7 separate regions of the Mus musculus genome follow, and all the other regions are linked to region 5. A link is a contact called in public ChIA-PET, Hi-C, HiChIP or PLAC-seq and promoter capture Hi-C data. All regions are on one chromosome and are shown on one strand. Each heading gives the region's core, a stretch centred on a gene start, on an enhancer-like site or on the middle of the called end of the contact. The rest is flanking DNA. Distances are from core to core; before and after follow the strand shown. Region 1 has its middle 13 kb from the start of Gm51276. Region 2 has its middle 16 kb from the start of Errfi1. Region 3 holds the start of Ube4b (ubiquitination factor E4B). Region 4 overlaps 1700045H11Rik (RIKEN cDNA 1700045H11 gene). Region 5 holds the start of Eno1 (enolase 1, alpha non-neuron). Region 6 overlaps Tnfrsf9 (tumor necrosis factor receptor superfamily, member 9). Region 7 has its middle 4.0 kb from the start of Gm51276.

Evidence for each region. Promoter capture Hi-C pulls out the DNA fragments that hold promoters and counts their contacts. Hi-C and Micro-C count contacts between places; a contact is called where the count stands out from the background. ChIA-PET counts read pairs in DNA pulled down with a chosen protein or histone mark. HiChIP or PLAC-seq counts read pairs in DNA pulled down with a chosen protein or histone mark.
Region 1: a contact with region 5 is called in a Hi-C map of uterus. The contact joins the enhancer-like site here to the promoter of Eno1 in region 5. A contact is called at or near these places in 2 of 39 promoter capture datasets (cranial neural crest and liver), 1 of 484 Hi-C or Micro-C datasets (uterus), 3 of 115 datasets of contacts at active chromatin or transcription factors (effector CD8 T cells, embryonic stem cells and memory CD8 T cells) and 1 of 9 other capture datasets (liver).
Region 2: a contact with region 5 is called in a promoter capture Hi-C map of hippocampal neurons, with 2.7 times the contacts expected there. The contact joins the enhancer-like site here to the promoter of Eno1 in region 5. A contact is called at or near these places in 4 of 39 promoter capture datasets (the 3T3-L1 cell line, the HPC-7 cell line, hippocampal neurons and 1 more), 15 of 115 datasets of contacts at active chromatin or transcription factors (the NIH/3T3 cell line, acute myeloid leukemia, bone marrow-derived macrophages and 8 more) and 4 of 9 other capture datasets (adipose tissue, embryonic stem cells, macrophages and 1 more).
Region 3: an H3K4me3 HiChIP or PLAC-seq map of bone marrow-derived macrophages shows a contact between it and region 5, with 5 times the contacts expected there. The contact joins the promoter of Ube4b here to the promoter of Eno1 in region 5. A contact is called at or near these places in 1 of 484 Hi-C or Micro-C datasets (embryonic stem cells) and 1 of 115 datasets of contacts at active chromatin or transcription factors (bone marrow-derived macrophages).
Region 4: a contact with region 5 is called in an HNF4G HiChIP or PLAC-seq map of pancreatic cancer cells. The contact joins the enhancer-like site here to the promoter of Eno1 in region 5. A contact is called at or near these places in 1 of 39 promoter capture datasets (cranial neural crest) and 4 of 115 datasets of contacts at active chromatin or transcription factors (bone marrow-derived macrophages, embryonic stem cells, large pre-B cells and 1 more).
Region 6: a contact with region 5 is called in an RNA polymerase II ChIA-PET map of memory CD8 T cells, with 12 read pairs. The contact joins the enhancer-like site here to the promoter of Eno1 in region 5. A contact is called at or near these places in 3 of 39 promoter capture datasets (HPC-7-derived erythroid cells, cranial neural crest and pre-B cells), 1 of 15 datasets of contacts at CTCF or cohesin (CD8 T cells), 2 of 484 Hi-C or Micro-C datasets (both in CD8 T cells) and 6 of 115 datasets of contacts at active chromatin or transcription factors (effector CD8 T cells, embryonic stem cells, large pre-B cells and 3 more).
Region 7: a BATF HiChIP or PLAC-seq map of CD8 T cells shows a contact between it and region 5, with 5 read pairs. The contact joins the enhancer-like site here to the promoter of Eno1 in region 5. A contact is called at or near these places in 1 of 39 promoter capture datasets (liver), 4 of 115 datasets of contacts at active chromatin or transcription factors (CD8 T cells, effector CD8 T cells, memory CD8 T cells and 1 more) and 1 of 9 other capture datasets (liver).

The regions. Positions count from the first base shown.
Region 1 is chr4:150,783,866-150,786,640 of GRCm38.p6, reverse strand. No RefSeq gene overlaps it. Among named protein-coding and RNA genes, the nearest start is that of Gm51276, 13 kb to the left of the region's middle. Within about 2 kb of position 1,295, at least 69 of the 459 cell types and tissues checked have an H3K27ac peak or open chromatin away from gene starts, as enhancers often do. A contact at or near this core is called in liver and uterus, where this site is marked.
Region 2 is chr4:150,869,702-150,872,418 of GRCm38.p6, reverse strand. No RefSeq gene overlaps it. Among named protein-coding and RNA genes, the nearest start is that of Errfi1, 16 kb to the right of the region's middle. Within about 2 kb of position 1,373, at least 189 of the 459 cell types and tissues checked have an H3K27ac peak or open chromatin away from gene starts, as enhancers often do. A contact at or near this core is called in the NIH/3T3 cell line, adipose tissue, epiblast stem cells and 3 more, where this site is marked.
Region 3 is chr4:149,425,189-149,427,888 of GRCm38.p6, reverse strand. Ube4b (ubiquitination factor E4B) reads left to right here and starts at 1,258. Exons shown (of 27, transcript NM_022022.3): 1 at 1,258-2,007. The coding sequence starts at 1,984.
Region 4 is chr4:150,835,814-150,838,513 of GRCm38.p6, reverse strand. All of the region lies in intron 3 of 1700045H11Rik (RIKEN cDNA 1700045H11 gene), which reads left to right. Among named protein-coding and RNA genes, the nearest start is that of 1700045H11Rik, 18 kb to the left of the region's middle. Within about 2 kb of position 1,388, at least 56 of the 459 cell types and tissues checked have an H3K27ac peak or open chromatin away from gene starts, as enhancers often do. A contact at or near this core is called in bone marrow-derived macrophages and pancreatic cancer cells, where this site is marked.
Region 5 is chr4:150,235,727-150,238,537 of GRCm38.p6, reverse strand. It overlaps Eno1 (enolase 1, alpha non-neuron), which reads right to left and starts at 1,341. Exons shown (of 12, transcript NM_023119.2): 1 at 1,198-1,341.
Region 6 is chr4:150,938,688-150,941,436 of GRCm38.p6, reverse strand. All of the region lies in intron 7 of Tnfrsf9 (tumor necrosis factor receptor superfamily, member 9), which reads right to left. Among named protein-coding and RNA genes, the nearest start is that of Tnfrsf9, 20 kb to the right of the region's middle. Within about 2 kb of position 1,291, at least 37 of the 459 cell types and tissues checked have an H3K27ac peak or open chromatin away from gene starts, as enhancers often do. A contact at or near this core is called in CD8 T cells, effector CD8 T cells, memory CD8 T cells and 1 more, where this site is marked.
Region 7 is chr4:150,800,634-150,803,333 of GRCm38.p6, reverse strand. No RefSeq gene overlaps it. Among named protein-coding and RNA genes, the nearest start is that of Gm51276, 4.0 kb to the right of the region's middle. Within about 2 kb of position 1,418, at least 5 of the 459 cell types and tissues checked have an H3K27ac peak or open chromatin away from gene starts, as enhancers often do. A contact at or near this core is called in CD8 T cells, where this site is marked.

The sequences.
Region 1 (2,775 bases), core at 46-2,545, 550 kb before region 5:
ACAAAACTGTGTGTCCCAGATTCTTGTGACTTTCCTTTCCCATAGTCAACTGGACAATTCCTTCTCTGAGGGGACCCGCCTGGCAGAGGCCCTCAACCATCAGAGTTTGTTTCTCAGTATTTAAATTGTATGCCTTCTAAACATCTGGGAGAAAGCTTGCTACATTGTAACTAGAGCAGGAGTCCTCTAGGTGTTTGTTACCCTCCCGTTAGTCATGGAGTGGCCGTCTTGGATATCAGTTTGACTGCCGTGGTATCACTACACGTCTGTTCAAGTTACTCTTATTTAATCATGATCCTCAACCCAAGAATTATGATGCTGGCCATTGAAATGTGACAAAGAGGAGCCCCATAATTGCTTCCTTTAAGAGTAGAGAGGAACAGTAAGACATTTTGAGAGACTATAAGTCTTTAATTTTTTTTGTTTGTTTGTTTTATTTTGTTTTGTTTTGTTTTTCTTTTTTGTTTTTTTTGAGACAGGGTTTCTCTGTGCAGCCCTGGCTGTCCTGGAACTCACTCTGTAGACCAAGCTGGCCTCGTACTCAGAAATCCGCCTGCCTCTGCCTCCCGAGTGCTGGGATTAAAGGGCGTGCACCACCATTGCCCGGTATACCTTTAACCCTTGTTACAGCATATTGCTATAATTGTTCTGTTATGATTAATGATTGTGGCTTATAGCTTACTGTGCCAAATTTGTAAGTTAAATTTAATCAAAGGTAAACATGTATAGAAAAAACCATTGTATGTATGTGTATGGGTATGTATGTGTGTATGTGTGTATGTATGTGTGTATGTGTATATGTTGAGTATTGCTCACAGTTGCTGGTACCTACCAGGAATTTTGTCCTGTATCCTCGTAACATTCTGTCCTGGGGTGGAGAGACAGATCTGTTGTTAAAGTGTTTGCCGTGCAAGCATAAGGACCAGAGTTCGGATCCCCAGAGCCCCTGTAAATGCTGGATGGCCATAGGACCTGCCTATAATTGGAGCATTAGGAAGGGTGATACAAGGATTCAACAGAGCAAGCTAGCTAGCCAGACTCACCATACTGGTGAGCTCTGGGTTCAGCTGAGAGAGCCCATCTCATTGGATAAGATGGAGAACATTCATGGAAGACCCAGTATGAGCCTCAGACCTCCTAGGACAAACACGGGTCCATGCTCCCACACGCACGTGGATATGATATACACACATGAGGGAAAGAGAAGCTATGAAACACTCTGTTCCGATACTCTCATTGAATTTTGCTTTATAGGCTCCATTTAAGGGCATGGATGCTCTCAACTTAGCAGGCCAGGCTTGTAGCCAGAAAGATTTCTCAATCCCATAGAGTTCTCTGAGATCTGCCGGTGTCTTTGGCTGGGTCAAACTAGACACCACGATCTAATTACTTGGACTCCTCTTTTGTGTCCCTCCCAACCCTAGAGTTTTAGGCCATGAAGTTCTTTTGTTAATAGCCATAAAAAATGTAGTATTAAAATGTCCCATTATCGAGAAAGTACACCAGGCCATAAAAATAGGGCCTCCCTCATGATTGCTTCAGAGTTGACGCAAAAGCACAAATTGTAATTCCTCAGAGAACTGGCTGTGTTGAAATATTTACAGGAGGTCAGGGGTCTCCCTCCCTGCCCCCAACCCGGGAGCAGGGAGCAGAGACCCAAAGATGTGGGCAGCAGTGAAGCCAGGCAGGCCTCTCAAGCTGTGTTTATACTGGAAAGCAGTCTGGAAAATGCCCCCCATGGTTTCCCTGGAGCCTGGAGGTGGGCCTTGCAATACCAGAGGAATGAAAACAAGCCGAAGTGCTGTGTTTAGCACAATTTACTAGGAAAGGTCCCTCTGAGAGCTGCAGCCGGACCTGAGGGCTGGAAAGGAAATCGAAAGGGCAAGGGAAGTCAAAGCACAGAGCAAGGCCAAATAACAGTAATGATAGTCATAGAAATAATAATTTTTACAAAGCCACCCCAACTTGATTGAGACAGTGGAAAATTTACAAACATGAAGTCCGTGCAGCCCAGCACGTTCAAGTGGGTATGAGACAATCTGTTTTCATGTCCTCAAGTCCCAGTCGGGTCGTGAAGTCACTCCCTGAGGACTGGGCGAGCTGCTCTCTTCCCAGGGTGTCCCTGCTCCTTCAGCTCACACCCAGGAGGCTGTGGCCTGGCTGTTGTAATTTGCACTGGTTCTCTGAGGCCTGGCAGATGCAAACGACTCCTGGTAGTGGGTTGACTAAACCTTTATTACATTCCCAAGGCCCGTCAGTGATTGCCAGATGGATGGATGGATGGATGGATGGATGGATGGATGGAGGGATGGATGGATGGATGGATGGATGGATGGATAGAACGATGGGTGGATGGGTGGATGGGTGGATAGATGAATGGGGGGGTGGATGAATGGGTGGGTGGGTGGGTGAATGGATGGATGGGTAGATGGGTGGGTAGGTGGATGGGTGGGTGGTGCTCACAATTAGCCCTAGCCATTTGAAAGGCTCATGTGTGTTGTAGCCATGAGTGGAAGGCGTCTTTTTGCCTCCTCTCTGCTATCTTCCGATGGTTTGCCTTGCTCTGTACTAGGACTCACATATGAGGAGTTGTGTGACCAGAACACACCAACCAAAGCCTGCCTTCAAGGTTTGTCCAGCGTGGGGTGATGAGAGTATTCAATGGCTGAGCATACTCACTGTATAATGGTCCTGAGTTCAGATCCCAGCACACATATAAAAAGCTAGGGGTGGCCCTGGGTCCTGTAGCCCCAACACTGCAGAGGGCGGAGAAAG
Region 2 (2,717 bases), core at 124-2,623, 630 kb before region 5:
GAGCTCTGCCACATGAGCCACCCCTGAGACAATGCCATATTGTGTGGAGGAAAACACACCGCCCTTAGCTTCCTACGGGGCCAGGTCAGTTTCTGACTCTTCTTGGGGCACATGGGCAGGTCTGTAGGTAGATGACATAGTGTGGCAGTGGTTTCAGAGAGGGGTGTGATGAAATTGGAATGTGTGTCTGGACCTTGCTGCTCTAGGGGCCTCTGCACCGTCCTTCAGTGACAGCAGACCTGTGCTTCCCCCACCCCACCCCCCACCCCCGCTTGGGCCCAGGCCACCTGGGCTCCTGCACACAGCAGACGTGTAATTAGAGGCTTCTGGGCTGGGCTGAGGCAGTACACAGGCAAGTCTGGTCCTGTGCTGGCCACCGTGGGTGCTCCTGCTACAGAGCTGGGCTCCATTACTCAGGCGGCTGCAGAAGCTGTCAGCTGCTCAGCCAAGAACCCTGATCAATGAGGGAGGAGAGACACTGTGTACAAGGACACTGGTTCATCCAAGAACATGAGGCTAGCCAGGAATTCAGAATAACAAAGTACAGCTTCCTGTGTGCTGTGCCTGAGGCGGTGCCATGGCTAGGCCAGAGGAAGGCTTGGTGCAGGCCAGAATGACACGACTCATTCTGCCTTTCACAAGAGGGGAGCGGACAAGTCATGCTGTCCCTAGGGAAGGCACTGGCTAACCCTCATGACTGTGAAGAAACCCATGGGAGGCCTGGGTTTAGATGTTTACTAAGGAATGAAGGTGCTGCCTGGATCTGTGAAGAGAATGCAGTGCACATTCCTAAGCAGCTCCATTTTGGGGGAGGGGGGGCAGATACGCGGATCCCTGTGGGTAATTGCTACAGGCTTTTGTGCTTGGGGTTCCGGGTGTCTGAACTTACAGGGTGAGAGATGACAGCATTCAAGAGGCACGCTGGCTAAGCCTCTAGCCTGACAGCAGCTCCAAGACAGGTGCCAACTAGTACTTGAAGTACATTCCTTCCCATCTGTCCCCAGCCCCCCACTCCTTACCAAAACCCCACTACTGCCATGGGGCGGTGACTTCTGAGTCACAAGGTTGCTCTGATGTAAGCTCAGGTACAGAAAAACATACACAAGTATGTTTGCTGCTTCAGATTCCAAGTAGACATCTTGAAAGCTAAGGGGAGCTTGTTTAAACGTGCGGGAGCCGCAGACTCCCCGTGGCTCGGATACAAGTATCCTGAAGTTGAATCCATACAGGTGAGACGAAGGCGAGCAAGCTCACACCCTCACAGTAAGCAGCGCTAGGCACGCCTGAACCATGTTTGTGTAGTTACAGGGAGCAAGAGGTGAGGCCAACAGTGTAGACAAATTCTGTTCTCTTCCCCTTCACCCCTCAGAGCCTCAAAAGAATGGCATGACTCACACCGAAGGGCGCAAAGGCGCCAGAACATTCTGTCAAATGACCTACACTACAAAGAAAACAAGTCCTCAAGCCATTTCTAGTTTGAAGAAATCTTATATTAGGGCAAGAATACCTCAGAGCTTTAGAGCTCAATTCAAAATGTACATTCTTGTCTTTGGGCTTTTTCTCATTTCAGGTATGGAACCTCAAGCCTCCAGCTATGCCAAGAGCGGAGACTACTCTGGAGCCAGCCAGCATCAGGACCATCTCATCAAGTGCCATGAGCACTGCATGGCTTTGCACGACAGCTTTTTAAAAGTTCCACTAGCTTTTTACAAAATGCCTGACAGAATGGCCAAATCAGTTTCTAGTTTTTATGACCAAGTATCAGTTTGCAGCTAAACAAAACATTATACAAGGATCGTGCAGATACCAACTTCCCATTTTGATAATTACCTAAGATATCACACAGGGCTGTAAAGATGGCTTAGTCGTTAAGAATACTGGCTGCTCTGCCTGAGAACCAGAGTTCAGTTCCCAGCATCCATGTAGCAGCTCATGGCTGTCAGAAACCATGATCCCACGCCATCTTTGGGCCTGTGGGCACCAGGTACTGCATGCATGCAATGCACAGACATACACAGGCAAAACTCCCAGACATATAAGTTGGAAAAAAAAAATTCAACTTGCTTGGTGTGCCGGCTGGGGAGGTATAGGTGGGCAAGTGGCTCCTGGGTGTTTTAGCAGTGTGCCATTAGCATGGGCGCCAAGGACAGTTCTTTGACCAGAAAAAACCATGAAAAGTATATCGCAAAAGTTCAAGGGAAAACACAGAAACAGGTAAGGAAATGAAGCTGGAACTAATGTAAGTACCATGGCTTCCTGTACCAGGCAATGCTCAGTGCTAGTACAAGGACACAGGCGGTTCCAGCTCGCAAGAGCCACCGCCGTTCTGGAAGAAGGGCGGTGCAGACTGCTTTCAGGCTGGAGCCTGTCATCCTAACAACTCTGAAAGCCATGTGTCTCTCCATCCCCTCCCCCGCCCCCCCTTCACTCTGGTGCCAGTTTTGGGCCCTGGCCTGTAGCTTTTAGTGTTTCTGCTAATTTCACTTCTCTGAAATGTTCCCCACACAACAGCTACTGTCATCTTTCCTAAAACAAATCACATCGTGTTCCTCTCCCACTTAGGATCTTTTGAGTTGCACCCACTGCCCTTTTCCACTGCTCAGCCTACTCGCCCGTGGCCTTCAGCTTCTGGAACGTGCCCAGCTGCTTCCTGCTTCCTGGCCTCACAGGCTTGCCTTCGTCTGCTATCACACCTTCCAAATCGCTATCTCCAACTC
Region 3 (2,700 bases), core at 9-2,508, 810 kb after region 5:
ACATCAGTGTAACTAGGGGTGCAAAATGGCTTACACAGAATTCATTTCCTGGAAAGTAGAATGCAGTCCTGAAAAGCCTGCAGCGATTTAATTTTACTCACAGACTCTTTGCATATCTAATAGTCATGTTCCCATTTTTAGCATGTAGCAAACAAATTGTAACTATTTTAGTCACTTCTTGTCCCCTTGGATAAGATCAACTGTAACTCTTTTAAACAGGAGTGGAATGTTTAAGATTATAGTTCAGCTAAGAGTAGCCGGTAATGAACCCTAGCACTTGGGAGGCAGAGGCAGGCAGATCTCTGTGAGTTCCAGGCCAGCGAGACCCTGTTTCAAATACATACATGTATACACATATACATACATTAATGTTATAGTTGGGTAATCTGTGATGGTGGTGCATACCCCAGCGTTCAGGCAGGATTTCAAATTTGGGGCTATCTGAAATACATAGCAAGATTCTGTCTCAAGAACAATTAAGAACGAGATGATTATGGCTTTTGTAAGCCATACGATATATACTTTGTGGCAAAATCTGGATTTTCACGGTTCTGTTAGATTTTTCAATTTGTATTTATACATTGATTGTAAAGTAAGTTTTTGTTGTCCGGCCGAGCTGGCATTACAAAGGGTTAGTTACTAAGTCATTGTTCAATACATTTCTCAATAATTTGAGTCTCTACACCCTTAAAGCAGAGCACCTCTCTAAAAGAACAAGGTAAAATAAAATTAAGATCCTGTTAGTTTTCTTCCATGGGTTTTCCTGGGGGAGGAAAAGAGTGGGACAAGGTATTTGCAGGATGGTGCTAAATGCTCCCTGCAGAAAGCAAATGTGTTTCCGATTCCTCAGTTCTTCTAATGTCTGTAGCCGGCTTGCAGCATCCTGGAGGATTTCCAAGTCACTCCACAGCAGGATCCACATGGGAACAAACTAGCACCGCAGAAACCCAAGGCGCAGGGGAGAGCCCGTGGAAGGGCCATATTCGGATTGGCACATCCTGCCCTCAGCAATTCTACCTGGGCCCCGCCCACCGCGCCCCTCGCCTCCGCTCAGTCTCCATGGTGACTGTCCGCCCCGCCTCCTCCTCGTCTCCTCTTAGCAGCCCCTCTCGCCCCTCCCCCCGCCTGGCGCCGCTCAGGGAAGAGGGGGTGGGGCAGGGGGCGGGGACAGGATGCAAGCGAAGAGGAAATCGGCGGCGCGACGCCCGCTGCTTATTGGCTGGCGAATCCCAGAGCGAGAAGCCCCGCCTCCCCGGCGAGGGTCACGTGACCCCTTTCAAAGATGGCCGCCCTGTTGTTTTGATGAATAATTCTTGGTGGGGCGAGGGGGTAAGAGTAGGGTTGGAGGGGTAGGAGGATTTACGCTTCCAGCGAGGGCTTCGCCAGTCCCGTCCCTCCCCTGCCCCCCACCGGGGTTCTCGCGTGGAGGCGGGGCGAGCCTGGCCTGCTTTTAGAGGGGAGGGGCTTCCCGGTCCGGTGCTGGGCTCTGCCTGGGCTGCTGTAGGGTCGCCGCGCCTCGGGGGCATCCAGTGTGCAGTGGAGCTGTTCCCGCCTGGGCCCAGGGGTGGGACCCGGAGCAGGGTCTGCGGGAGAAAAAAACGCAGCTGCCGCGTCACCGCCACGAAGACACGGCGCGCAGCGGGCACGAGCCGAGCTGGAGACCGCGCCGCCCGCCCTGGGTAACCTGGGAAGCTGAGGGGAGTCAGTGGCGCCTGGAGAGGACCCCATAGCGGTGGCCGTGGCCAGAGGCGGCAGCTCTGGGCGCTTGCTGCTGGAGGAGGCTGCGGCGGTGCGAGCGGCCGAAGCCAAGGCGATTCAGTGCCTCGTGTTCTTAGTTTTTAACCTCTGACTATGCAATTCTGAAACCTCCCCCATTGGGGGACCAGACAGCCCGATAGATACCTTCCACTCTTCCTTTGCTCCCGCCCTGGTCTCAAGAACTGAAGGATCTCTCTAACGCCTTTCACCATTAAGAGGAAAGCGATGGAGGAGCTGAGCGCTGACGAGGTGAGGAGGCTGGGGCGTGGGGGGGGGCACCTTGAAAGGATTACTTGGCAACTCTTTGGCGCTTTGGATGGGGACAGATTTTTGCCCTGGTGGTGTCGGGCTCTTGGGATTGGGGAGGCAACGGAGATGGCATTTTCAAGAATAATGAAATATAATGGAAGTAGTCATTCATCATCAGGTTGGCTGTATTGTAAGAAGCCCTTGGCTCCACTTTGGGCTACCGTCTCAGTATGTTTACTCGATCACTAAAATTCTCCAGAGATAGAGAATGCAAGAGGGTCTCTCGTTTTATTCTCCTTTATTCTCTCTCGTTTCTTCATTCGGAACTCCACTCGCTTTTCTTTCTTTTAGGGTCTGAAGACGGGGGTGGGGTGGTGAGGAGCATCTTGAAGGTGTTCAATCTTTTTAAAAGGGTGTTCGAGAAAGAGGGGCGCGATTTAGATCGTGGTATATTGTGTGTGTCTGCGTCGTCGGGGGTTTTAAAGAACAATTTTGCATAAAATCATGATGTTTAATGGCAGTTTTAAAGGGAAGGATTTGAAATCCCAGATACATGTGACCATTTCATTGTAATAAATTATCAAAGGTACCTTTGTGTTTGAGAGGTAGTTACAGATTCCTTGAGATTTAACATTAACAAAGTGTATATACTTAATAGTTAAAAAGATTCCAGTTAAATTACACTAATTTAAC
Region 4 (2,700 bases), core at 139-2,638, 600 kb before region 5:
ACAGTTTTTGACCTTCTGTTGTTTTTCTAAACACTGGACTGTGGGCTTGGGTAGCCAGCACAGGTTCTCTTTCTCTCTGCCGTATCTGAGACGAGGTCTTACTATGGTAGTGACTTTTAATATGTTTCCAGCTGTCCTATGGCCAGACTTCCTCCCCAGCTTCCCCCTCTGTAATAGCTTTGCCACACTGCTGAGCGATGCCCATGCTTGCTTATCTCTTAATGCTTTCCCCATTCTGAACACCAGAGTTTGAACTGGAAATATCCTCTGATGGCCCGTGCATCGGTGAGCTGGTCGCCAGTCCATCGTGGAGTTGGGAGGTGGTGATCAAAAGATGTAGCTCATTGAGTTATTTAGTCGCAGAGAAGGGAAGCTGACCCACACACTAGATCTGGACAACAAATCGGCGATCATTTTATAGATTTTCTGTTTTCCTGAGAGTACCACAGTCTCCAATGCCTGTGCAATGTTAACTTTGCAGAGTAAGGTCCACATGGGTTTCTTTGGCTGATTCTTGATTTCAGAAGATTAGGAATTCATTTTTTTTAATGAATAAAGGGCAATTGTGTACCTATAAAATGTTTAAAGATCAACCTTTGATAGCACTTGATTCTGATCGTGTCTAATCACGACGATCCAGATATAATTGAACAAGCCCTAGGCACAGAAGTTTATGACTCAAACCTCAGTCCTTCCAGGAACCCAACCAGAAGTTTCTCCATGTGTCTGTAGATGCTGCACCTCAGGATGTCTGTGAACACTTTACTGTGTCCCACTGTGCCCTTGAGTTTGTTTCCCAGCCATGGAAAATGCCCATGAGAGGACGTTGCGCAATCGCCAGCTGTTAGTCACTTCTGTTTCCTGTAGGCCCGCACTTAATTTCCCTGGTAGCTGGCACTGACTCTCAGGATTTAAGTTGCTGAGGGGTATTCGGGAAAACCCACAGAAATGCCTCAGATGAGGTTTGGCTGGCTATGAGTCTCGGTGACCTAACAGGCTTATAACTAGAGATTTCATCAAACAGAGCAGGAAGGAAACCCCCAACAGTGCCAAACACCCACGGAACGCGCCGGAATCCAAGGACCATCATTCGTTAAAAATGGATTCTCCACAGTGTTTGAGTTTTGATGAAGCTGCTGGAATCAAGTTTGAACTTGGGTTTGAGGTGCAAAGAGATCACTCTAAATGGGGGGATTTTAAGGTCTGATTAAAGAAGAAAGAGTAAAGAGACAGGAGGAGAGGAGAGGGGAGAGGAGAAGAGGAGAGAGGAGGGGAGGAGGGGAAGGGAAAGGAAGGGAAGGGAGGGGAGGGCTAAGTGAGTCTCCTGCAGTGGTGCTTTCTGAGCAGCATGGCCCAGCTCCAGCAGGAGGACCTGAGCTTGGGATGGAGGCACGGAAGCCTGTCCAGCGGAGCACACGAAGCATGGCCGTCTGTGGGGCGTGGCCGTCTGTGGGGCGTGGCCGTCTGTGGGGCGTGGCCGTCTGTGGGGCGTGGCCGTCTGTGGGAGACCTGTTTAGCCACCAAGCTTTCCTCACAGCCAAGAACCTGATGGACAGAGTGTCTAACACGTATGAAGCTGAATACAGACTCACTATAAGCATATATTCCATGGAATTTGAGCTCTGTATTTATCTTTATCGCTGTTAAAATGGCCTCATGTGCTCTGAACCTGCTCCCCCCACTAAGGATGGGATGTTTCACAGGCTGGAGGTTTTCATGACGTCAGGGTACCTTTACCTTCTGTTCATGTTTTGTTTCGATTGTGGTTTTGATCTAAGGATGTGATTAGATTCCGGGGAAGACTTGGATAATCATGTACTTGTATGGCGTGTGCGCTCAAAGCTGCCTGCTGTCCTATCAGTTGTCCGCTCCGTATTACCACCCACCCCATCCCACTTCATCAAGCTCCTTTGTAGCCGACTCGATCATTTCCCTAAGCACCGCAGATGTCAGTGGGTATCTCTGCCTGAACACCACTTAACAGAGTCACACTTGCCTGGGAGCGCCAACGTTGCACGCTTATACACACCCAAGTGGTGTAGCAGGTGTACCTGTGGCCTCTCAGGGCAAGAAGAGATGCAGCAGTCACGTGACCAGGGCCAGGGCCAGCCACACGCATAGTGCTTTACAGCAGGCTTGTTTTTTTTAAAGGTATGACAGGAGTATGCTCTACGGCAGTGACGCAGTGTATGGTATAGTGATAAGACAGGCACACAGGCGCTTATTAGCAAGTATAGTCCCTGGACATAATTGTAGGCACCATGCTTTTATGTGACTGGCAGCATAGTAGATTGTGCTGTGGGTTGCCCGATGCTGTTTGTATTCTGATGTCAATTCTGCTTCCTCAAGAGGGGCTGCCCTCGACGAGCAGTCGACCACGTACTCAGGTGATCTCGTGTGAACCTTCTCCCCGTTTTGCCTGGCCAATAAAGGCTGGAGCCTATGAATGGGCAGTGGAGGGGAAAGGTGGGAGGTCTTAAGAGCAGGGGCAGGAAAGTGAGGAGAAGGAGAAGTGAAGGAGAGAGGACCGAAGAGGAGGAAGAAGCAAAGATGGAGCAGAACCGGTGGCAGGGAAAAATTGCAAGAAGCAAAGGGTCTCGAAGCTGGGGACTGAGTTTGTATAGAGCGAAATCTGCCCAATCTAGGCACATAGCTGATAAATATAATAACTGGATTGTGTGGTTTTTATATGGGCTTGTT
Region 5 (2,811 bases), core at 92-2,591:
TCCACAGAAGTTACTTCTGTGGTTTTGTCTTCTCTAAGACAAAGGATCTTTGTACACTCACCAAGAATAAAGTATCTACTTTTTACCTACCATGTTACAAAACCTTACTATTCCTCAACCATACTCTTTTGTCTTCTCTCTTACTCGCCCGATTCTATGAATGCCAGACTGACCAGAACTCAGTGATCCTCCAGCCTCAGCATCCCTAGCGCTACACTTTCATGTGTGCATCTCCATGGCTGGTTCCTTTATGGGGGCGGAGGAGCACCCACGTGCCACACTTTGCTCTGCAAAGACCTTACAACTTGTAGGAGTTGATCCCTCCCTCCACCCTTTTTATCTAGCTTGGATCTTTAGGCTAGGCAGCAAACGTATTTAACCAAAGGAAGAAAATCTCACCCACTCTGTCTTTATCTGGATTGAACGCCAGACCAAGGGCAGAAAAGTGGACCTATCGGTCAGGCTAATCAGCAGACTAGCTGTGGTCTATCCCGAAAGCGAGTCAGCCAAGGAACCACACTGCCTAGGCCAGAACGAACAGGAAGTTTTCTTAAATGCATCTTAAGTCAGTTCACGGCCGGCTAGTAGCCACCCAGGAAACCTGTAGCTCTTGCCTAATTGCGTCGAGGTCTCCTGAGGGCTTCCCAATTATCCAACGGGACTGCTGCAATTTCCTCTACTCTTAGTACCTAACCGACACTCACAGGTCAGGAATATTCCACAGCAGAGATGGGCTGGACCACTCCCGCCCAGTGACGCTCGATTGCGGTCCAGGAGCTACAGCCCCAGCAGGATCTACTAGGGTGTGGCGCTCTGCCTCTTGGGCATCCTTATTTCTGGCCCTTCCATTCTGAGAAAGGATTTAATGAGCATCGGGGGTTTAAGTTGCTCTCCCTCCCTCTGAAACCTTCCACTTAACTACACAGAAAGTACTTTTCTATTCTCCACGGCCGCGATCATCCGTGGTCTGCATTTGCTGTTGTCTGCTTGGGAACCCGGTTACATTGCAACCCTGAAACTCGGTGATCACTGGTGGGGCTCACACCTCCACCCTCCAAGAGCCTGCGTCCTTCCACGAGGCTGACCCGAGTGCTCCCCGGATAGCGGCTCCCGCCCAGGCTAGTGGGTGCACGTGCCCACCGGGTCCCCAAGCGAAGCTAGTAGGAGAGCTGACCCCGGTGGAGACAAGGACCATACCTGGCAGTAGGATCGCTGCAAAGCAAGGAAAGAGGGTGCCGTGGACACCGAGGAGAGCCTTAAGGACAGACGCGAGCGCGACCCTGTACCGGAGCAGCACTAAGCGCCTCCCACTCTGTCTTCCTTTCCTGCTCGTTAAGCCCCGCCCAGTTCTCCCCTTTCGGGCCCGCCCTCCCTCCGCGCCGCCTCCCCATTGGCTCAGCGTGCCATCACTCCAATAGAAGAGCGTGACCGAGGCGGCCGCTCGGCCTGCCCAGACTAGGGGCGAGGGCACGGGGGCGGGGGTTGTCCTGCCTTTCTGGGCCTAGCCTGCTTGGGGCATAGCTGGAATGCCTGGCGAGCCTCCGGCTGGGAACCTGGGGCCCGGCCGAGGGTCTACGGAGCCCGGATGCGGGGCGGGGCGGGGCTGGGCTGCGCGGCGGGCATGAGGGCTTGAGCCCGCCGCACGTACTCCGAGTCTCACACGCACTCGGCGTGGCTGCGGCGCCACACGTCCGGCCCACGACCTTGCTGATGACCTTCGCGGCTCGGCCCTCCAGCCGGCCAACCCCCCACCGGGAGGTTCTGGAGCCCCCGGCGGTGTGGAAACGTTGATGCGCGGCCAGAGGGCCTCACTCCCGCGTGGAATTGGGTGGGGGTGGGGGGGATGAGGGGGAAATGCATGGATACTGCGCCTGCGCACTGAGCGCCCTCGCCGCTGGTCCTGGCTCTCTGGTGCCATCTGCCAAGGTGACCCCGTCCTTTTGTCCTTGCTGTAGTGAGTCTCAGGCCGAGGTAGCCAAGGGAAAGTGACCTTTCCCTTAATATTACCTAATCATTTGTTACTGTGTGGAGGGTACCGAATCCTACTGTCCAGCTCACGCTAATAAGGCAGTACCTTTGTGCTACACCCACCCAGCCACTCCACCCTACTTTAGAACTTTCCTTACTTCTCTGGTGTACTAGCTCAGTGTGGATTTATTCTTCATCCATGTTAATGTTCCTTTGTTTAAAGATCTAATACTTCTTTCCCCTGCTTGTGGCCTCGATGTTCTTGACCTACCAGTTCTTGAGACTCATACTCAAGTCGTCCCGACGCATTTCTCAAAAGTCTAGACTAGTAATATTCCACAATGATGTGACAAACGTCCGGAAGCGCAGGGTGGAGCCATTTCACCCTTCTGATGAAGAAAATAAAGCTGGTGTTTAACCACAGCTGTGGGTAGGCAGAGGCAGGCGGATTTCTGAGTTCAAGGCCTGCCTGGTCTACATAGTGAATTCTAATTCAGATGGGGCATAGTGATGAGACCTTGTCAAAAAAAAAAAAAAAAGAAAGAGAAAGAAAGAAAGAAAGAAAGAAAGAAAGAAAGAAAAGAAAAGAAAAGAGAAAAAGAAAGAAATGAAGAAAAGAGAAAAAATAAAAGTGATGATAGCTAGCCAGTCAGTGCTAATGTGAGCCTTTAATCTACAGAGCTAGTTCCTGAACAGATAAGTTACAAGGAGAAACCCTGTCCAAAAAAAACCAAACAAACAAACCCAAAACCAAACAATATTTTAAAATAAGACAGACAAACAAAACCCTATCTTGGAACCCACGAGATGGCTCAGGGGCAAAGGCACCTGCAGTCAGTCACA
Region 6 (2,749 bases), core at 42-2,541, 700 kb before region 5:
CCAAGAGGGCTTGCTGTTCTTGCAGAGGACCTGAGTTCAGTTCCCAGCACCCAGGTCAGAGAGCTCACAATCTCCTACTCCAGGGTGTCTGCCTCCAATACACACAGCATTCACTTACACAGGCATATATATATATATATATGTATATATATATATATATATATATATATACACATAGAAAAGCTTTAGAAAAGGATTTTTAAGAAGACAGAGGCGATAGTTCAGTGACTAAAGTGCTGGCCACCTACTTATGAGGATGTGAGTTCGGATCCCTAGAATCCCACAAAATGACCACGTGAGCATGGCAGCCTGGCTGTAATCCCAGACTTGGGGGGTAGAGAGAGGAGACCAGATCCTCAGAGCAAGATGGCTAGCAAGCCCAGCCATATAGGTGAGCTCTGAGTTTGATTGACAGATCCCACTTCCATGAAAAAGATGAAAGAAAAAAATCAAAGATGATTCCTGACACCAAAATAGGGCGTCCACGTGCACATTCTCCCACACAGGTATGCCCAGATGTGTGCAAAAATACACACACACACACACACACACACACATGCACGCGCGTGCTCGCGCGCGCGCGCTAAGAAGGGGGGCAGTAAATACTCAGGCCCAAATCTTAAAAAATAAAAATAAAAAAAGGCATATTGGACTTATATATTGTAAATTATAAAATATCGGTAAGGAAAGAGGAAGTGTAAATGGAGAGCCATACTAGGTTCATGGAGAGGGACAGCTAGCGGGAAGATCCGCAGATTTCACGACACCTCCATCAGAGTACCAGCTGCCTTTCTGTAGACACAGATAAGAATCTCATAAAGTTTACACGGAACTATAAAAGAAACAGAATAAACAGCTAAAACAAACCTGAACAGGTAAGATGGGGCGGGGAGGGTCCTCTACTCTCTACCCAGTTTTGAGACTGATATTATCATCACAGTAATCAAGACTCGATGGTGCAGGAATAGACACACAGCTGTAACAGAAGACTCCGCCCCCTCACAAGAACTGCCAATAATCAGGGACTCCACCCCCTCATGAGCACAGAGCCAATAAAAATGTGGGTAGACAGAGAAGGGAGACTGTTTCTTTGAGTAACACTGGAATATGGCAAGCACAGCTCCCTAGCCCCAAAAAGAAAAAGTCTCGACCTTAAGTTCTGACACTTTATAGCTAGCTAACTTATAGCTTTAAATGTCAAACACAAAAGTGTAAAACGTAGACACTACCACTGGGGAAAGTCTCAACCCTTCCGACCCAGGACGTAGGGAGGGGTTCTTAGATGTGGGCTGGCGAGGTAGCTGGGCGAAAAGCACCTGCTGCTGAAGCTTGAAGGCTTGCGTTTAATCCCTGTGAACCATGTGGTAGAAGGAGAGCACCTACTCCCACGGGGACTCCTCTGACCTACACACATGCACTTGCATGTGACTGCCCACACACACCCGTGCCCCCACATGCATTCCACCATGCACACACATCCATAGCCCCCACACGCACGCACTCATGCCTCATTACACCTCCTCCTCTCATACATCCACCACACTCTCTCTCTCTCTCTCTCTCTCTCTCTCTCTCTCTCGGGGAGGGAGAGACATAAAACTATTTTTCCTTTAGGAAAAAAAAAAAGTCAGTGCTCTATTTACATGTACACCTACACACCAGAAGAGGGCATAAGATCCCATTACAGGTGGCTGTCAGACACCATGTGGTGGCTGGGAATTGAACTCAGGACCTCTGGAAGAACGGTCAGTGCTCTCAGCCAGAGGAGCCATCTCTCCAGCTCCATTAAGAAAATATTTTGAAGCCAAATCCAGTGGTGAGACCAGCATTCCTATGGCAAGATGGATGAGAGGCAAAGACAGGGGTGGGGAATGGGGGTGGGGCCGGGGATGGAGACTCAGTGCTAGCTAGTCTACATTGCTTGGTGGATACAAGAGAGACTCAGCCAAGTGGAGGAGAGAATCTCCCTTTGCAGGTGGTCTTCTGATCTCAGCACACACACAAAGTAAACAAAAGCAAACTCAGAAACATCTGACTCTCTGGGTGCATTTATCTTAAGAGACACAAAAACTTACCCTCACATGAAACCTACCCATAAGCATCCATAGATTTAGGGGTGGGTTGTTGTTGTTTTTGTTTGGTTTGGGTTGATTGTTTTACATGTAAGAGTAAAATATCACAGGGCTGGAGAGCTGGCTCAGTAGTTGAGCACTCGCTGCTCCTGCAAAGGACCCTAGATCAGTTCCCAGCACCCACACAGAGGAGCCACACAGTGACATATCACTGCCTGTAAGTCCAGTTCCAGAGGGTCTGGCCTCCACATGTCCCTGCGTGCATTTTATACAATAAAACTCATGCAATTGTTTTTGTAACAAATTAATTGTAACACATTAAATAATAAATATACTTTTTAAACAACTAGGAGTTAAAATGGAAAATAGATGAGGGGGCTGCCAGAGAAAGGGGGACAGGAGTAGGGGCTGAGGAGAGCCAGCGGGGGCCAAGACCTTGCTTGTGGATAGTCTGGGGGCATTTTGTTTGCTTGATTGTTGTTGAGTCTTGTGATCTAGGGCCATGAGCCTCCTGCTTCAGTCTCTCTCATGCCGGGGCTCCAGATCTGCACCCCACGCCCCACTTTACAAGCTGCCTGGTTCAGTTATGTTACATGAATCTACACAGCTAATGAAGTGACTGACAGCTATGTGTGTTCACACCATCATTGTCCTGGCCTCGTGGTGACCTTAGGGTC
Region 7 (2,700 bases), core at 169-2,668, 560 kb before region 5:
AGAATAATGGTGGTTGTTAGCTTTCAGAGTCTCGTGTTTCCAAGGCTGGAGAGATGGGTTAGTAGTTAAGAACCATAGCTGCTCTTGCAAGAGGTCCTGGGGCCAGTTCCCAGCACACACATTGTGGCTCACAACCACCTATAACTCCAGTTCCGGGGGATCTGACACCCTCTTTTGGTTTTCACAAGCAGCGGGCACACACGTGCTACACTGACATTCATGCAAGCAAAACAGTCATACACATAAAATAAAATTAATAAATCTAAAAAAACCAAACCAACCTGTATTGTTCCAGCATCATGCTTTCAAGTGACTCGTTATCCCTGACCGTGGCAGTCCTGTGACATAGTATTCCCACTAAAAAAATATTTAGAACATTCATTTTTGTTTTTAATTTAAAAAAACAACTCTTTATGTGAAGCAATAACGTTTACTAAATGACACCACATGGAATGACTTGATCTAGGCTTAAACAGAGGAAAAGAGGGCACACTTTCAGATTATGAAAACCGTTGGTGGAAGCAGAGATGAGCGCAGCCATGTGGAAATCAGTTTGGGGGTTCCTCAGAAAGATGGAAAGTGGACCTGCCGTATGACCCAACTCCACTTCTCCGGCTATGCTTACAGCATCCAGCACTGCCCACAGAGGGATTGGCACAGTATGTCTAGTGCTGCTCTAGTTATGATAGCAAGGAACTGGAAGCAGCCAGGATGTCCACCTATCCATGGATGGATAAATGTGATAATATACAAAATGGACTATTGTTCAGGAAAAAGCAATATGAAATTCCCAGGAATATAGACAGAACTTTAGAAGCATAATATCACAAGCATGGTGACACAGACACAGAAAGAAACGCTGAGCGTCCTGTCTCATGAGTGTGGGTCCGTAGCCTAGAGAGTGTATGTGAATATGTATATGTATGTGTATGTGTGTGTGTGTGTGTGTGTGTGTGTGTGTGTGTATGTGTATGTGTATGTGTATGTGTATATGTATATACACACACATATGTTTGGTGTGTATGTGCATGGTGTGTGGGCATGTGAGTGTGTGCATGTATATATGCATGTGCACATGCTGTGTGTGCATGAATGCATGCATGCGTGTGTGAATGAGCGTATACATGTGTGGTGTGTGTGTGTTCCCATGTATGGTGTCTGTTTGTGTATGTGTGTATACTGTGAATGTGTGTGCATGTGTATGGTGTCTGTGTATGGGTGTGCTTTGTGTACATGTGTATACATGTACGGTGTGTATGTACACATGCATGTATTCCTCTTGTTTCAACTTTGTCACAGTTTTTCTTTTTTTATAGTGGATAGCAAGAACAACTTTGCATTTCAGAAGAGTCTGGTGTGGTATTCTTTTGTGGCCATGATTGTGAAAATTGGGGTTTCTTTCTTTGACTCACTGAGAGGCTAACGTGACAAGTCACAGTGACCCCAATCAGAAAAAGCACGCCCATCTTGTAGATGAGGGGACTGAGGCTGGAGAGGTTGAGTGGCACTCTGTCCTCATCCTAGCAGGTAGCAAATTAGGAACTGAGACCATAGGTTTTCTTGCTGGGAGATCCTCTCCAGCAGAGTTGCACTTGGACATCTCTGGGTCTATGGGAAAATCCCAAAGTTAAGGAAGGTTAAAATTCTCTGGACGTGGGTCTGGAGAGACAGCTCAGCAGTTACGAGCACCTGATGTTCTTGCAGAGGACTGGGGTTTGGTTTCCAAATCCTACATGGCAGCTCCTATCCACCAGTGATCCCAGTTCGAGGGCATCTGATGTCTTCTGACTTCCTGGGCACAGCACACATTCTTAATTCTCAGTTCCTGGGGCAGGGGGGGGGAGGGGGGTTAATGTTCAATGGCACTACCATGAGCAACACGCAGTGGGAAAATCTAAGGAAATTTTTACAGGAAATTCTAATTCATAACATTTACAGGATCCAGTTAACATTTACTTAAATTTCGCTTTCCCAAGTTCTAATAAAAACTGGCCAGCCTCGCTGGGCGGTGGTGGTGTCAGGCATCTTTAATCCCAGCACTTAGGAGGCAGAGACAGGCAGATCTCTGTGAGTTCAAGGCCAGCCTGATCTATAGAATGAGTTTCAGGGAAACCAGGGCTACACAGAGAAACCTGGTCTTAAAGCAAACTAAACCAAACCAAACCAAACAGCAAAATAACAACAACAACAACAACAATAACTGCCTCTACAATTCTCCCAAACTGTCTTTACAATTCATAAAAATGATTCTCAGCACGGCGATATTGGTTTTAGCTGTGTCCACTGTCTTCAGGCTTTACAGTAAAGCACTCTGCTTTATCTCTGATACCGTTGCCCTGGCTCTTGACCCTAGATAGAGGCCTGAGGTTAGTTTGAGGTTAATGACTGAAATCTCATGGTGGACGTTATTCCCTGGTGCTTGGAAGCATTCTGGGTCACCCTTTTCGTCAACCTACGTAACACAGATTCTGAAACATCTCAGTACAGACTGATCGCTAGGAAACCCCAGGTATCCCTGATGGTTTCATACAATGAACTGACTCGTGGGGTTCTCTGTGTGATCATCTGCCCCCTTGTTATTGGCAATTGTGCTTATCTTTTAAAATAATGTGTGTAAATATGGGTGTGTGTGCTTATGCATAGGCACCCCAGAGGCCAGAGGCATGGGATCGCCTAGAAGAGTGGCTCTCAACCTGTGGG